Regions from separate parts of the Mus musculus genome. Here all the other regions are linked to region 1. A link is a contact called in public HiChIP or PLAC-seq and promoter capture Hi-C data. All regions are on one chromosome and are shown on one strand. The core of a region is the stretch at or near the end of the contact, and the rest is flanking DNA. Distances in the headings are between cores, read along the strand shown.

The links. Promoter capture Hi-C pulls out the DNA fragments that hold promoters and counts their contacts. HiChIP or PLAC-seq counts read pairs in DNA pulled down with a chosen protein or histone mark.
Region 2: a promoter capture Hi-C map of embryonic stem cells shows a contact between it and region 1, with 5 times the contacts expected there. The contact joins the enhancer-like site here to the promoter of Klf5 in region 1. A contact is called at or near these places in 7 of 39 promoter capture datasets (cranial neural crest, embryonic stem cells, liver and 2 more), 1 of 15 datasets of contacts at CTCF or cohesin (the NIH/3T3 cell line), 3 of 484 Hi-C or Micro-C datasets (embryonic stem cells and nephron progenitors), 10 of 115 datasets of contacts at active chromatin or transcription factors (embryonic midbrain, embryonic stem cells, forebrain and 3 more) and 3 of 9 other capture datasets (adipose tissue, embryonic stem cells and pancreatic islet).
Region 3: a contact with region 1 is called in an H3K4me3 HiChIP or PLAC-seq map of intestinal villus epithelium, with 6 read pairs. The contact joins the enhancer-like site here to the promoter of Klf5 in region 1. A contact is called at or near these places in 6 of 39 promoter capture datasets (the SN4741 cell line, cranial neural crest, embryonic stem cells and 3 more), 1 of 15 datasets of contacts at CTCF or cohesin (the NIH/3T3 cell line), 7 of 484 Hi-C or Micro-C datasets (the C2C12 cell line, embryonic fibroblasts, muscle stem cells and 4 more), 10 of 115 datasets of contacts at active chromatin or transcription factors (embryonic forebrain, embryonic midbrain, embryonic stem cells and 5 more) and 3 of 9 other capture datasets (adipose tissue, embryonic stem cells and liver).
Region 4: a contact with region 1 is called in an H3K4me3 HiChIP or PLAC-seq map of embryonic basal ganglia, with 3 times the contacts expected there. The contact joins the enhancer-like site here to the promoter of Klf5 in region 1. A contact is called at or near these places in 6 of 39 promoter capture datasets (the 3T3-L1 cell line, 3T3-L1-derived adipocytes, hippocampal neurons and 2 more) and 7 of 115 datasets of contacts at active chromatin or transcription factors (the NIH/3T3 cell line, SST interneurons, craniofacial prominence and 4 more).
Region 5: an H3K4me3 HiChIP or PLAC-seq map of intestinal villus epithelium shows a contact between it and region 1, with 7 times the contacts expected there. The contact joins the enhancer-like site here to the promoter of Klf5 in region 1. A contact is called at or near these places in 9 of 39 promoter capture datasets (the 3T3-L1 cell line, the C10 cell line, cranial neural crest and 4 more), 1 of 15 datasets of contacts at CTCF or cohesin (the NIH/3T3 cell line), 16 of 484 Hi-C or Micro-C datasets (the AML12 cell line, the C2C12 cell line, the HL-1 cell line and 8 more), 15 of 115 datasets of contacts at active chromatin or transcription factors (the NIH/3T3 cell line, astrocytes, embryonic basal ganglia and 8 more) and 3 of 9 other capture datasets (adipose tissue, embryonic stem cells and pancreatic islet).

What each region holds. Positions count from the first base shown.
Region 1 is chr14:99,297,348-99,300,037 of GRCm38.p6, reverse strand. It overlaps Klf5 (Kruppel-like factor 5), which reads right to left and starts at 1,347. Exons shown (of 4, transcript NM_009769.4): 1 at 816-1,347. The coding sequence starts at 1,043.
Region 2 is chr14:99,785,141-99,787,830 of GRCm38.p6, reverse strand. No RefSeq gene overlaps it. Among named protein-coding and RNA genes, the nearest start is that of Gm22970, 13 kb to the right of the region's middle. Within about 2 kb of position 1,325, at least 16 of the 459 cell types and tissues checked have an H3K27ac peak or open chromatin away from gene starts, as enhancers often do. A contact at or near this core is called in embryonic stem cells, where this site is marked.
Region 3 is chr14:99,762,145-99,764,834 of GRCm38.p6, reverse strand. No RefSeq gene overlaps it. Among named protein-coding and RNA genes, the nearest start is that of Gm22970, 10 kb to the left of the region's middle. Within about 2 kb of position 1,359, at least 11 of the 459 cell types and tissues checked have an H3K27ac peak or open chromatin away from gene starts, as enhancers often do. A contact at or near this core is called in the C2C12 cell line and intestinal villus epithelium, where this site is marked.
Region 4 is chr14:99,709,641-99,712,330 of GRCm38.p6, reverse strand. No RefSeq gene overlaps it. Among named protein-coding and RNA genes, the nearest start is that of Gm22970, 63 kb to the left of the region's middle. Within about 2 kb of position 1,385, at least 6 of the 459 cell types and tissues checked have an H3K27ac peak or open chromatin away from gene starts, as enhancers often do. A contact at or near this core is called in embryonic basal ganglia, where this site is marked.
Region 5 is chr14:99,615,858-99,618,547 of GRCm38.p6, reverse strand. All of the region lies in intron 1 of Gm34061 (a long non-coding RNA gene), which reads right to left. Among named protein-coding and RNA genes, the nearest start is that of Gm33880, 18 kb to the left of the region's middle. Within about 2 kb of position 1,382, at least 18 of the 459 cell types and tissues checked have an H3K27ac peak or open chromatin away from gene starts, as enhancers often do. A contact at or near this core is called in intestinal villus epithelium and liver, where this site is marked.

The DNA of each region.
Region 1 (2,690 bases), core at 98-2,597:
TTAAACTAAGCGTCTTGAAATAAACCGATCTTAAACCCTTTCGTGCACTGCGCTCCCGTGGCGGTTAGTGGTTTCTGATTTTAGCTCTTCCAGCTGTTTGCATGTGGGTCTGTTTCCAATTTTTTTTTTCCTTGGGACTAGCTAAAAGTCCCGGGAAGTTTTTTCTAGGCTATATGACTCCCGTGCGTGGGCGAAAGAAACAGGCGCTTGCTCTAATTCGGCTGCTGGGCAAGTGTAAAAGCCAACTGCCAGCTTTCAACGCGACTCCGAGAGGAAATTTACGCGCACACTAAGAAAAACAACACCCCTGGCCTTTTTTGTCCGTGTTTCTTTTTAAGGGAAAAGCGGTGTTCCAATACAACCTTAAGATTCTAGTTTTCCAAACGGGGCCCTACAATACATTCTAGGGTGAGCCTCCACGGGGGTATATGAAACCCCAGTACTCCAATTTGCATTTCTATTTCACCCCAGAGGACGCAGGCAGGTGGACTTCCAAGGCCAGGGCCATCGGGAGAGAGCGGTCAAGAAGCATTTTAAGCCAAGTTGAGCGTGGGCACAAGCTTTCATCCCCACGCAAGCAAAGAGAAGGTGCACGCGAGCGCGCGGCTCTCTTTAGCTCCTCTGGACAGATCCGGGTGGGCCCCCGCCCTGCTCCCCCATCCACTCCCCGGCGCCCCGTCTGGGAGCGCAGGGCGGGGCTGTCCACCCGGGCACCCGTTCCCGCGCGTCCCAGTCTGGAGCGGCCCCTGTCGCCCGCGCCTCGTAGCGGCGGGACACGCCCGAGCCGGGGAAGGGAGGCCGGCCGCTCTGCTTACCTGGACCAGCTCCTCCGAGGGCAGTCGCGGGCCAGCGGCTGGCGGCGGCGCAGGCGGGTGGTGGTGCGCGTGTTTCAGATCGTCTCCGGAGAAGAGCGCCGCGTCGCGGGCCGGGTTCGCAGCGCCCAGCACCGGCTTGAGCTGCGCGAACACGGGCTCGTCCTGCGCGGCCGGCGGCTGGGGCAGTGGTCCCAGGCGGGCGCTCATGGTCAGCACCCGCGTGGGCATGGACGGTCTGGGGATTACGGGAGCGGGACACGGAGCGATCGCGATCCCACCTCGCTCGGGCTGGCACGGGACGGCGGACTCGGCGGGGGGCCGCGGCGGGGGACCCCTGGGCCGGCAGCCAGACGCTCACGAAGGCGGGCACGGAGATCGGGGCTCCTGGGCTCGGCCACGCGTCACCGCCGAGGTCCTCGGGCAGCCACTTTCTCCCGCCCCGCCCCAGCGCTCGCTCACCCTCTCGCCGGAACCCGCTCCCGCCACCCCCAAGCTCCACCAGCAACCTAAGAGAGCGCGTACCTGCCCCGCGACTACTGACACTTGACGCCCGCCTCTATTTCACCCAACTCCGGGGAGGCAGGGCCAGCTCACCGGACTGGCAGCGTTGTGGCCAATGGCAAGGCCCCAGGGCCAGAGGGTAGCCAGTAGGAAAGAAGGCCCACGAGGTCCCGCCTCCGACGGGCCGACCGCACCCCTCGCGGGCCAGGAGCTTCGCGCGCAGGGCTGCGGCGCAGTTTGTACACAACTTCTCTGACAGATTGGGCCGGCGGAGCACGGGGCGGGCGGAGGGAAGGAGAGGAGCGGGTGGAATCTAGGAAGAGGGGGAAATCAGGGTGGAGACGCGGAGGGAGATCTCTCCGAACTGTTCTCTGCCAGGATTAGGGCGAAAAAAAAGTATTGCACGTCTTAGGTGTTGTGCAAGGACCTGAAACTCGAAAACCGAAGACAGAAGGCAGCTAGGTGGGGGGAGCTGAGGTTTCCAGTCTTAACCAATGAGTGTATTTTTTTTTTTAAGTATACAAAATGTACTTTAGAGGAAAACAAGGGGCGGTGCGAAAACAAACGTAAAACAGCCCTCCTTTCTGTGTTTTCAGCCGTAGATCTATCTATCTTTTCGCAGATTCCTTGTGGCCTGAATAAAATCTGTAAATGTCAAGCATTTTTTTTCAAGTCCTTGCATACCAACCTGGGCACATTTTCCCCTACAGTATTTAAGGAGCTACAAGTTTTCACAGACATGTCTACTCTCCTTCGCCGAATGTGGGGAAAAGGTGGGGTGGGCCATATGAATTATGAAGTTTTTAATATTTAAACCATGTTGATTCTAGCCCGAGCATGGAATCTAATTTGAGAACTAACAGCCAGCTCAACCGGGTATTTAAATAGACATTACATCTTTGGCTTATTTTTGCTAGCACTGTAGTGTTCGGAGGGGCGGGGAATGGAGTTTTAATATATTCAGAAGTATGGGTCCCATCTACCTAATACAGTGTCACCTTTTCCTACGAAACGGGAACCAAAGAAGGCACAAACATTCACAGACATTCAACAGCCCTGAAAACTGGGTATCCAAACTGGTAGGAAAGCAACAGTCAACTATATTACTACCTTTTTACTGCGTTGTTTTAATGGAAGGTGAGTGGTTTGGTTTGGTTTTGTTCTTAATTTTTGCCAGTAATCACACCAAAGGAAACGCCTTTCCTTAATCCTCAATGTTCTTGTCTATGATTTTATCTGGCTTATTGAGAAGCTGAAACAATAAACTGCGACTTAAAAAGACGCCTGTAATATTGCTATCTATTTACGTCTGTTGGCAGCACACTATACTATAATACCTACCTAGAGCACACTCGCTCCTTTACAGTGAAGCAT
Region 2 (2,690 bases), core at 76-2,575, 490 kb before region 1:
ATGCTATCTCAAAGGTCCCCCATATCCACCCCCCCAATCCCCTACCCACCCACTCCCCCTTTTTGGCCCTGGCGTTTCCCTGTACTGGGGCATCTAAAGTTGGCAAGTCCAATGGCCTCTCTTTGCAGTGATGACCGACTAGGCCATCTTTTGATGCATATGCAGCTAGAGTCAAGAGCTCCGGGGTACTGGTTAGTTCATAATGTTATTCCACCTATAGGGTTGCAGTTCCCTTTAGCTCCTTGGGTAATATCTCTAGCTCCTGCATTGGGGGCCGTGTGACCCATCCAATAGCTGACTGTGATCATCCACTTCTGTATTTGCTAAGCCCCGGCATAGTCTCACAAGAGAGAGCTATATCTGGGTCCTTTCAGCAAAATTTTGCTAGTGTGTGCAATGGTGTCAGCGTTTGGAAGCTGATTATGGGATGGATCCCTGCATATGGCAATCACTAGATGGTCCATCTTTTTGTCACAACTCCAAATTTTGTCTCTGTAACTCCTTCCATGGGTGTTTTGTTCCCAGAATCACCATGCCGGACCTAAAACTGTACTACAGAGCAATTGTGATAAAAACTGTATGGTACTGGTATAGTGACAGACAAGTAGACCAATGGAACAGAATTGAAGACCCAGAGATGAACCCACACACCTATGGTCACTTGATCTTTGACAAGGGAGCTAAAACCATCCAGTGGAAAAAAGACAGCATTTTCAACAAATGGTGCTGGCACAACTGGCAGTTATCATGTAGAAGAATGTGAATTGACCCATTTCTATCTCCTTGTACTAAGGTCAAATCTAAGGGATTAAGGAACTCCACATAAAACCAGAGACACTGAAACTTATAGCGGAGAAAGTAGGGAAAAGCCTCATTTCCTACTTTCTAAGAAGTATAAATTTTCCAATTAGTGACAAAAAGAGATGTTGTGTCCAACATGAATGAAAAAAAAAAAAAACAACCAACAACAGAAAAAAATAAACAAACAGGGAAGGACTCGACTGACTGAACCTAGGTTTGGGGGAGGAGAAAGGGTTTTTTATTTTCTATTTTTTATTTTTTGGTAGATCGGACTGGGAGATTGGAACCTGAGGCAGGGACATCTGGAAGAGTCCTGAACAGTCATGTGAGGCAAGGGGAGAGGGGAGCCAGGGGATGCATCCAGGAGGCCAAAGATGCAAAAGATGTTGGTATGCAAAATGCCTGGATTGTATAGGGAAGATCAGCCCAGCCCAGCCCTCTGGGCTGGAGAGTTCTGGGTAGAGGACCAGCCCCTACCCTGTCACAGAAAGGGACAGAGGGAAGCTGGGAGAACCTGGAGGCTAGGCCACCTTTGATATGTTAAATAAGCTAAGTTAGCCTTCACCTCAGGTTGAAGCTTAACACAGCACAGGAAATAGAGGGAAAATAAGGGGAGAAAATAAGGGGAAAGCTCTAGGGAATGAAGTTTCCCCTTACTCTGGCAGCCATCGCTGGCCTCTCTACTTACAAGGATTGTAAAACACGTCTGCATACTACTCTTCTGTATCTCACAACCACATCGCACTTTTACAACTATTTAAAATCGGAGCAGATGAACAGCATTGCTTTTCCCGTCTTTGATCATTGAGGAGTAAAGTGTCAAGAGAGACCATTTGTGTCGAGTCTTGCTTCATTCCACACATGATTTGCAATTTATTACAGGGTGTGTAAAAGGAAATTGAACATGGAACTTGCATGAAAATGACTATATCTTTTTACTTTTGATAAAAAAAAAATTCTTTATAGAACATATTTGTCGTTGGTGATTAGCTCTGAAGAATAAGGGAGAATCATAGAAGACAAAAACTTAACAAATCCAAGCAAGAATGCTAAAACAACAACAACAACCCTGTTCTTTCTAGCGTCTTTATTTCTCATAAAACTCAGACAGGGATTATTTAACTAAAGTGCTTCCTGACAGCAATACTTACAAAAACATTTTAGATTTGATTCGGATTCTTCACTGATTGTGTAATTAAGGGACAGAAAAAAGAATTTTTCTCTTGTTCCCGGACTTCTCTTTCTAAAAGTCAGCTGGTGAGTCAAAAGCCATTCAATACAAAAAGAATATGGAGAGATCTGCCAACTGGTTAGACTATAATCAAGGAGTATTTCTATCTTCGTATACAGTTGCAATTGAAATTAGCTTCCAATTTGGTTTTTTTTTTGTTTGAGAGTGAGAGAGAGAGAGAGAGAGAGAGAATATGGGATTGGATGGGTGGATCTGGGAGGAGTTGGGGAGGGGGAATTAGTGTTCAGAATATAATGTAATGAAAAAGTTTTTTTGTTTTCAATTAAAAATAACCAAAAAAAAATGTGAATTTGAAAAGAATGTGTTTGAGAGCATGGCCAACAACTTGGGGTGCACAAAGAGAAGACGAATACAGCGCATGCGTACATTTGAGAAGGAAATTCGGTATAACTGAAGACTTGCTGCTATACCTAAGAGCAAAGTTCACTAACACAGCAGGTCGTTCAAGCAGGTGGATTTCACAATACTGGACATTCAGAAATTCAGTATGACCTGTTAGTTAGCAGAGCACTCTGCTATGCATGCTGGTCTTTTAAAAAAGTTTCCATGACAACTGTAAGAAAAAAAAATGGGATACACACTGTCTTTCATTTTGTTTTAAGATTGTTGTTTAAAGTTTTTTGCCCAGGTTCTAGCA
Region 3 (2,690 bases), core at 110-2,609, 460 kb before region 1:
CTCATGGACAGTAAGTAGATGACTTCTTGTGAAATGAGAATCAGTTTTCTTTAAGGATATGTCTCCTGGTAGGTCAACATGCTCCAATTATGAACAGCACAAATTGGAGTCAATGAGTTATTAAATAAAACTATGAACCACAGAGGACCGAAAATTGGAGGGAAAGGAAGTAAGAATTAATTTAGAAGAACTCAAATGGAGTTGGGAATGTGTATCGTCAAAGTATACTGCCTAAGTTTTACAAAGAATGAATAGAATATTTTTTAAAAAGGAATACAGTCTGCTTTAGCTTTTGTGAGTACTATTTTAAATGGAAAAGGAAATAAAGTATGCATTTGGCTCACTAGTTGTTTGCAGTGTGATGAATAGCACCCAATGTCACAGTTTGCTTGACTTGTTATGGCTATAATATGAGAATTCATATTATTTTTATATTGATATTTCTCACTCTGGACACATCTTCTGTAGTAACTTTAATGTTTTTAATATCTTTCAATAATGTTATAATAATTTCTCAAGAGGTCCTATATAGGGGCTGGAGAGATGACTCAGTCAGTGGTTAAGAGCACTGGCTGCTCTTCCAAAGGTCATAAGTTCAAATACCAGCAACCACATGATGGCTGCAACCATCTGTAGTGAGATCTAATGCCCTCTTCTGGTGTGTCTGAAGACTGCTTCAGTGTACTTCTATAATAAATAAATAAATCTAAAATAAATAAATAATTAAATAAATACATTATATTTAAAAAAAAGAGGTCCTATGTACTTTTGTTACATTTTTTTCCTAGGTATCTTATGTATTTGTTGTTAATATTGTTTAAATTACACCTTCTGATTTTTGAATTACACTCATATGTCAATACCCTCTGAACTGCTCATTTGTTCTGCTCCCCTCCTGAGTCTCTTTCAATCCTGTGCTTCTAATCAAATCATCCATACTGAAGACAAACTTTCCTCTTTTTTCCCCATTTTTTTTTACTTCCTGGTTTTGTGGTGGGAGAGATTCCAGATTAAATTGGTTTCAAAGGCCAACTGTTTAATGTGTCACATTTTTATATTTTAATTGGATACTTTAAGCTTTTCTTATACTGTTTGAGTTGTGAGTTGTTTGAAACATACTTGTTATTGGGACAAATAAAACAGTCTTGATTCTGGTCATCTAAGAGTATTTACCATCTCAGAAGTTACTAAATTCAGTCCACTGTATTTGTACAAGCAATAGGATCAGCACGTGACATTTCTTCTTTTAACCTCAAATGTGGAAACTACGGGGAAACAAATACTTTGCTAGGCTTGGCTTTGTTTAAGAGGAAGGTTGCATTTCTGAGGACAAAGGTCATTGAGGTCCACTTTCTCTTTCTGGTGTAGTATTTCTCTATATCAAGTATCCCAAGTTCTGTGTGAATACTAATCCAGCACTAAAGAGTTGTCTCACTGTGAGTGAAGTGGTTAGGTATAAAAAGGATGACTCAACTCATGGGATACGTGGGAGAGTTTATAAAATATTCTGGTCAGTGTCTGGTGTGTGCATGTGTGTGTGTGCACACACAACTCAGCTGTATTATATTTTTCACGAGTCAGTTTTGATGTTATTTTTTTCCAGGAAATTACCTATTCACTCAAGTATGTAGATTTATGAACACAAAATTACTAATTTTCTTATTATTATTTTCTCTCTAGGCTGTATCTATAGATACGGCTCCTCTCTTGTATTTCTAATACTGTTTTTCTCCCCGGTTGAGAAATCTGGACAAAGATTTATCTATTTTATTAGCTTCTCAAAAATAATCTGTTGATCAGGTGTTTTTCTCTAAGGCAGCAAATAGATTTTCAGTAATTTCTGCTCTCTTGTTCCTTCTTTGCTTCATGCTGTGTTTCACACATCTCTTCTTGAGTTAGAATCCAGTGCATTAATCCATACTGTAACATAATATTTAAACTTAAAACTTGACTCTGCTGCTTTGGATGCTGCCCACAAAGATGGATGCATGGATTTAATTTTCTTTTCATGTCTGATTTCTAATGTGCTTTTTCCATATATACACAGGTATATCTATGTTCTGTATGCTGGTTTCCAAATGTGGGTATTTATTTATACATATTTCCATCCTCAATTTATAAGGCGTGGTTTTATCAGAAAATATAGTTACCCAGAGAATATCATGATTTCCAATTTGGGTGAGACTGAAATGTTGGCTGGCTTGATCCAAATCCAAACTTTAGACATCTGCCATGTCTCTGAAGGAAAAGAAAAAAAGTCTACAGTCTTCTCAGAAAGTGAAAAGTGTATGGCAATGACCTGGTAACATCCTTTATAAAAGCCACCTAACATGCATCTCTTCCTTTCCTGTCTCTAGCTGTCCCAAACTCCATCCTCCTGGAGGTCAGACACTACTTGGACCAAGTTTCAAACTGTTATTCCTCACAATAAGTTCAGGGTCATAAATAATTTCACCTTCTTTCTATCCTGCTCATATCTGTTTAAAGCAGGCAGAAGGCTTCCTTTTCAGTTCTCCTTTAAATGGTCAGCAATTGAGAAACGGGTTAATCTGCAAGGTCAGTTGGTAAGAAAATTAAGGGAAAAAATACTCAAAAAATAATAAATTTTAGTTACTATTCTAAAATGTCTATAACTTCATTTGTGGGCAACAAACTAAAATCCCTTCATGTTAAAAAGAACAAAAGCTACT
Region 4 (2,690 bases), core at 136-2,635, 410 kb before region 1:
TGGAAACACTTCCTTCCACATCAAAAAATGTCCACATCAGAATTGGAAGGGAAAAAAATCCTTTGGGAATCTTTGAAGGTGTTTTGAGGGCAGAGATAAGAGTCCACCAGAAGGACTGGTTCTCCATGAGGACTCTCTGTGTAGCTGTTGGGGAAGGACCAGCTGGATTGGAAGAGAAAGAGTCTCTGCTCTCCAAAGCCCTTACCTGCCTGACCTCCTGTCTGCTCTGGAAAAACTCTACCTAATTTATTCTACTAGAAATACTCTGTTCTTCTTCAGTTTTCCCACTTTCCCAGTAAAAAAACAAGGCAGCTGTAAATCCTGGGATATCCTAGACAGACTAACTTGATTCTCCCAGGAAGACTATTGACAATGACCAAAACAGAAAAGAGGTTCAAAGGATGTGGGCAGCTCAGAAGGATGGGGCGACATGCCTGGAAGAATCTTGCTCACATCCCACAAGAGGAAGCTATAAGCACCTTCAGGATCCTCAGGAGGCCCTCCATGTGACCCTGAAGTGCCTCTTCCTAACTCCAAGGCTGAGTCAGTTGCTTCTCCAGAAACAGAGATAAAAAGGGTTCTTGAACCCCTGAGTGCTTTCTAATGTGGAAATGGGAAAGTTAGGTTAGCCCAGTGAATTACGAGGGCCACAGTTAGTCAGCTGGAGGTCGACCTTCTCCGCCCCCCAACCCCCTTTTTTTAATTTTTTTCCTACAGTGTACATGCTATCTCAGCTGGAAAACTTGGTTTCAGAGACGGTAGGATCAGAGGAACATTGCTAAATTCTCTTGAAATTTCAAAGCTTTCTCAGTCTGCGGTCATGGGGAGCCAACTGGCTTAAAGCTTGCTCAGAGCCATCATCTCTAACCCTCCTGTCTCCTTGCAATCTGTCTACTCTTCCCTCCCCAATTTCTCTACACTCTGTTGCTTTTCCCTCTGCCCCCCCCCCATGTATTTTTTTTCTCTTCTTCATGATGCTGACCTTGGAACTCTCTTATCAGGGACCCTAGCTCATTTTGCATAGTTTATTTCCTTTGGAGAGAAAGTATTAGAGATAACCAATTGGTAAATAAAAATCATATCTTTACAAAGACAAAATGTTTCCAAAAATATTTTTTTTGAGGGGTGGAATTGGAGGAAAGATTTTGTTTTGTATTTTGGGTTTCAGGAAGTTATTTTTTAAAATATTTTGAGTTTCAGAAAGATATTGCTTTATATTTGGGGTTTTAACCATTTTTGTAAAAGGGCTCTTGGAGGACAGGTTAGGAAACCGGCTTCTGAAAAATATGGCATCCTAATGGAGCGTTGCCTGAGAAGATACAGCAGAGAGTACTCATTGTACCGATGTGGAAAAGCTGAATGACACCTAAATGGGTTTTCTTTGCATCACACACAGCGGTTAAGTGTTTCGCATGCATTTGTCACTGCTATTAATGTAATCACATAAAACTTTCCCTTGTTCTCAAGTGCTTTTAAAGTGAGCTATTTGAGCTTTTGATTCTGCAGGTTTTCCTCTTTCAAAATTAGCAAAGGTAATCTGTGAGCCCCGAACACCCCCTCCCTGCGCCCGCCTTTTAATGTAAGAGCAGAAGTAAAGAAAAGAATATGGTAGTTGATCGAGAAAATTGAGAGCTGCCGGTGTATCTTCCAAGGACCGTTGCTCGTAACTGTAATAAAAATATCCTGGGAGATTCATAAAGAACACTGCAAGTGTGGCAAGCATTTTCTGCATTATATAATATTAATGGCAGATCATCTATCTACACAAGCTTTCCACACAATTATGCTTCTACTGTGTTTCCCCTCTGATGGTGGAACTCAGCTACCTCTGCTAGAGACTAAATTCCCCCCACTGCTCCCCTGCAGAGCAGTCCTGCCGGCTACAAGGGAGCCAGAGAAGTGATGGGTTTCACCTTGGAGGAGCCCAGGGAGCACTGGAGATTTGCAAGTGTGGTGTGGTGGGCTCTTTGCAGAGTAGTGAAGATTTTAGTCTCTTCTTGGGCTCCTGGCACCATTTTCAGAAGTGGGCTGGTAGGCCTGTTGCTTCTCTTTTCCACGAAGAACACGTGAGTTGTAACATTCTTAGGTAGCTAAATAAGACTACTGAAGAGAGATCGCGCCCCCCACAATCAGGGTCCCTGGTAACACTAGCAAGGAAAACAACACAATTGTTCCTTCTGGAACAATTTTGACCTCCTGGTCAAAGGAATGGAATAGCTCTGGATCCAGAAACATGACATTCTGCTCTGCTCCAAACCGTTAGCTACTGACACCTTTGTTAAGAGTTAGTGGGGCTGGGCCTGCCAATCAGGAGTCTCCCCTTTCCCAGGAAAGCTGATTCACCTAATGACATGCTAAGGAGATAGGAGGAATAATTATCCCCTTAATGAGGTAATGCACTTTTCCTTCCCAGAAACCCCTCCCTCGGTGCAGCCACTTACACAGACTGACATGCACCCTGTCTGCTTTCCTGACTTACTCAAAAGAAAGCAAGCTTAACTTTTTCTCTCTCTTTTTCTTTTGGATACAATTTAAAAGCCTAAGCAAGCTTTCTGAGACACACTGGGAGATCTTACTCTTTCTCTGACCTAAGTGCCTAGCTTAAAAAGTGCGCTTTTCTCTCTATTGTCCACTTCCAGACAGCTGCTAGGATTTTGCAGCTCACCTGCACAGTTGTTTACACCTCAAAC
Region 5 (2,690 bases), core at 133-2,632, 320 kb before region 1:
CAGGCAGGCATGCACACATATGTGAAGACAAGGGAACACTGGGACACTGGGTATCAGCCTCCCGTAGGCATTGCCTACCTTGTTGCTTGTATTGGGTCTCTCATTGACCTGCAAATTAGATGCATTCTGGGATTATAAATACATGCCCGCATGCCTGGCTTCTTAACACAACTTCTGAAGATCAAACTCAGGTCTTGGAGCTTGCAGATCAGTCTCTGCACAACCTGAGATCTTGTTCTCTCTCCAGCTGATCCACTGCCTCTCAGAAACAAGATCGTACGACATAGTAAGCTTATTACACAGTACATAGTACATAATACATAGTACATAGTACATGGTACATGGTACATGGTACATAGTACATAGCAAGGACTACATAATCCTCATCTGAGAACTTGTTAGACACTCTATGCTGGCCTGGAACTTGCAATGATGTACCTGCCTCTGTCTCCCAAGTGCTGGGGTCTCAGGAGTGTACTTCCTCTTTTCTCATGTATAGTATGAGGTTTAGGCAGCCTTACCTGTGGCTCTGTAGAAGCCCCCCCCCCCCCGCCCACCTGTGTTGAACCACCTAAATTCAGATTGCAAGGGCTAGAAGTTGGTGCTGCACCTTCAATTACTAAGGACTACTGATGTTTACAGATTCATGCAGTTTGTATTGACATGCCTGTTTCCCTAAAGAAGGATCACTGAAGCGATCCATTTAATTGACAAAGATCCTAGGACTCTGACTCTGCCCCATGCTGCCAGACACCTTGGTATTCCCTGTGAGAGAAAAATATATGAGTACAAACTCTAATATTCCCTGATTGAAGAGCTACATCTGGATTTACCTATTAATCAGCTGAAGGAAAAAGCAAAAAGAAATGTCACAATGTGAACTTACTTCCTCTTTGTGTCCTTTACTTACCAACCAAGACCCTTATCTGTAGACCCTTTTCCTGCTTTGCATGGAAGATAAGGACCCGAACAAGAAGAGGAAGGTGAGAGACAATCAGAAGAAAAGACTATAGAAGCACACCGTCTGTACTTGGAATATTAAGGAATTAAAAAAGCATATCAAAGCATCTTTTTAGGAACTTAAAATGCTTTAATTTTCTTCCTGTACTAAATGCCACCTCCTAACCCCTCCCATCCCTTCAAGGAGAAGGCATACAGAAGGCTTAAATGTAGTGGTTGTGACAAAGCAAAGCATACAATTCGAGAAAAAAAGACTCCAAGGTCTTTCTCACTTTACTTAAATCTGAACTGTCATAAAGTAATCTCTCAGTTACCAGGAGGTCCTAACAGGAAACCAAGTGCAGAGCCAGGACCTCTAGGCCTGCACTCCTGAGCTGACCTTCCTGCTTAGGCTGCCAGTCTGAGGCTCTAGAGGAAAAGAGAAACGTGTTCCTTCTTATCTTATTAATATTCAACTCACGGTACAAATTCCACAGTACAACCTTTCAAAGACCCCAGTGCGCACAGAGATAAACAAGGCAATGGGGAGCTGTACAGAGCTGTACAATTAATTTCCTTTACAAATAGTGGCAAGGAATCATTCACATACTGGAGCTCATCTGAGCAAGGGCAGGAGATGAAAAGCCAACAGGACAAATGTTAGCAGCAAACAGCAGTTAAGTTTAAAGACGCTTCTTGCATTGGAACCTAGCACAGTCTGACCAGGTCTACCCCACTGTTAAAGGTAAAGACCTACCAGGAGCATGTGACGGCTTGATAACTAAGAGACAAGGAAAGTCTTTCACCAGCCCTTGGCCCACTCCCAGAACAACCCAAGCCCTTTCCTTCACTATCTCTGTAAAAAGAAAACATGTTTACTAACATCCAGTGACACCCGATGAACTCTCACATGCGTTGCCAGCTGCCAGTAAACACCTCCCAACACCTGGAGGTGTCACACAACAACATTTATTTAACACAGTTTCATTGTGTAATTTTTAAAGTAGGCCAAATGATCGGAAGTGAATATTATTGTTCTAACTCCCAAAGAAAGGAAGGGCATGCAAAATATAGGAACAACCATCTAGGAATTAGAGCCAAGGATTCTTTTTTAATTAGGTGATCAGACAATGAATTGACACACTTGAAATACATAAAAATTCAGTAAGCTCTAGGTTATCGGTAATGGTTTAAAACAATCTGTGTGGTATTTTCGTTAATTATTCTTCTTATTAAAGGATGACCAAAAATACCTATGGCCTCTCTATTTCCCTCCCTCCCTCCCTCCCTCCCTCCCTCCCTCCCTCCCTTCCTCCTTTCCTTTCTTCTATCTAACCTATTGCCCATAAGGCTAAGGTTTCTTTCTTTTGATTGGGAGTCGCAGTTTTGTTTGAGACAGGATCTTATTCTACCAATTCTTCTCCAACTCTTGACTCGATTAATCCTCCTGCCTCGGCCTCTTGAATATCTGGGACTATCAGAATATGCTGTTATAACCAGCTGGCAATTTTAACCATAAGCAAAATGCATCTTTTCTGAAACTGTGACGAGGATGGCTTGAGCTCTGAAACATCAGTAAGCACTTTGGAATCTTACAGTTCCTCGAGATCCTTGTAAGTTATCAAAGCATTACCAGGTTTCCAGGTTCAGTACATGGCAAAGAAACAGGTAAAGTTTCTATTACTGTTAGCCTAATGGCATTCCTCAGAATTTTTTGTTTTGATTTATTTTGTTTTATTTTCTTAATGTTA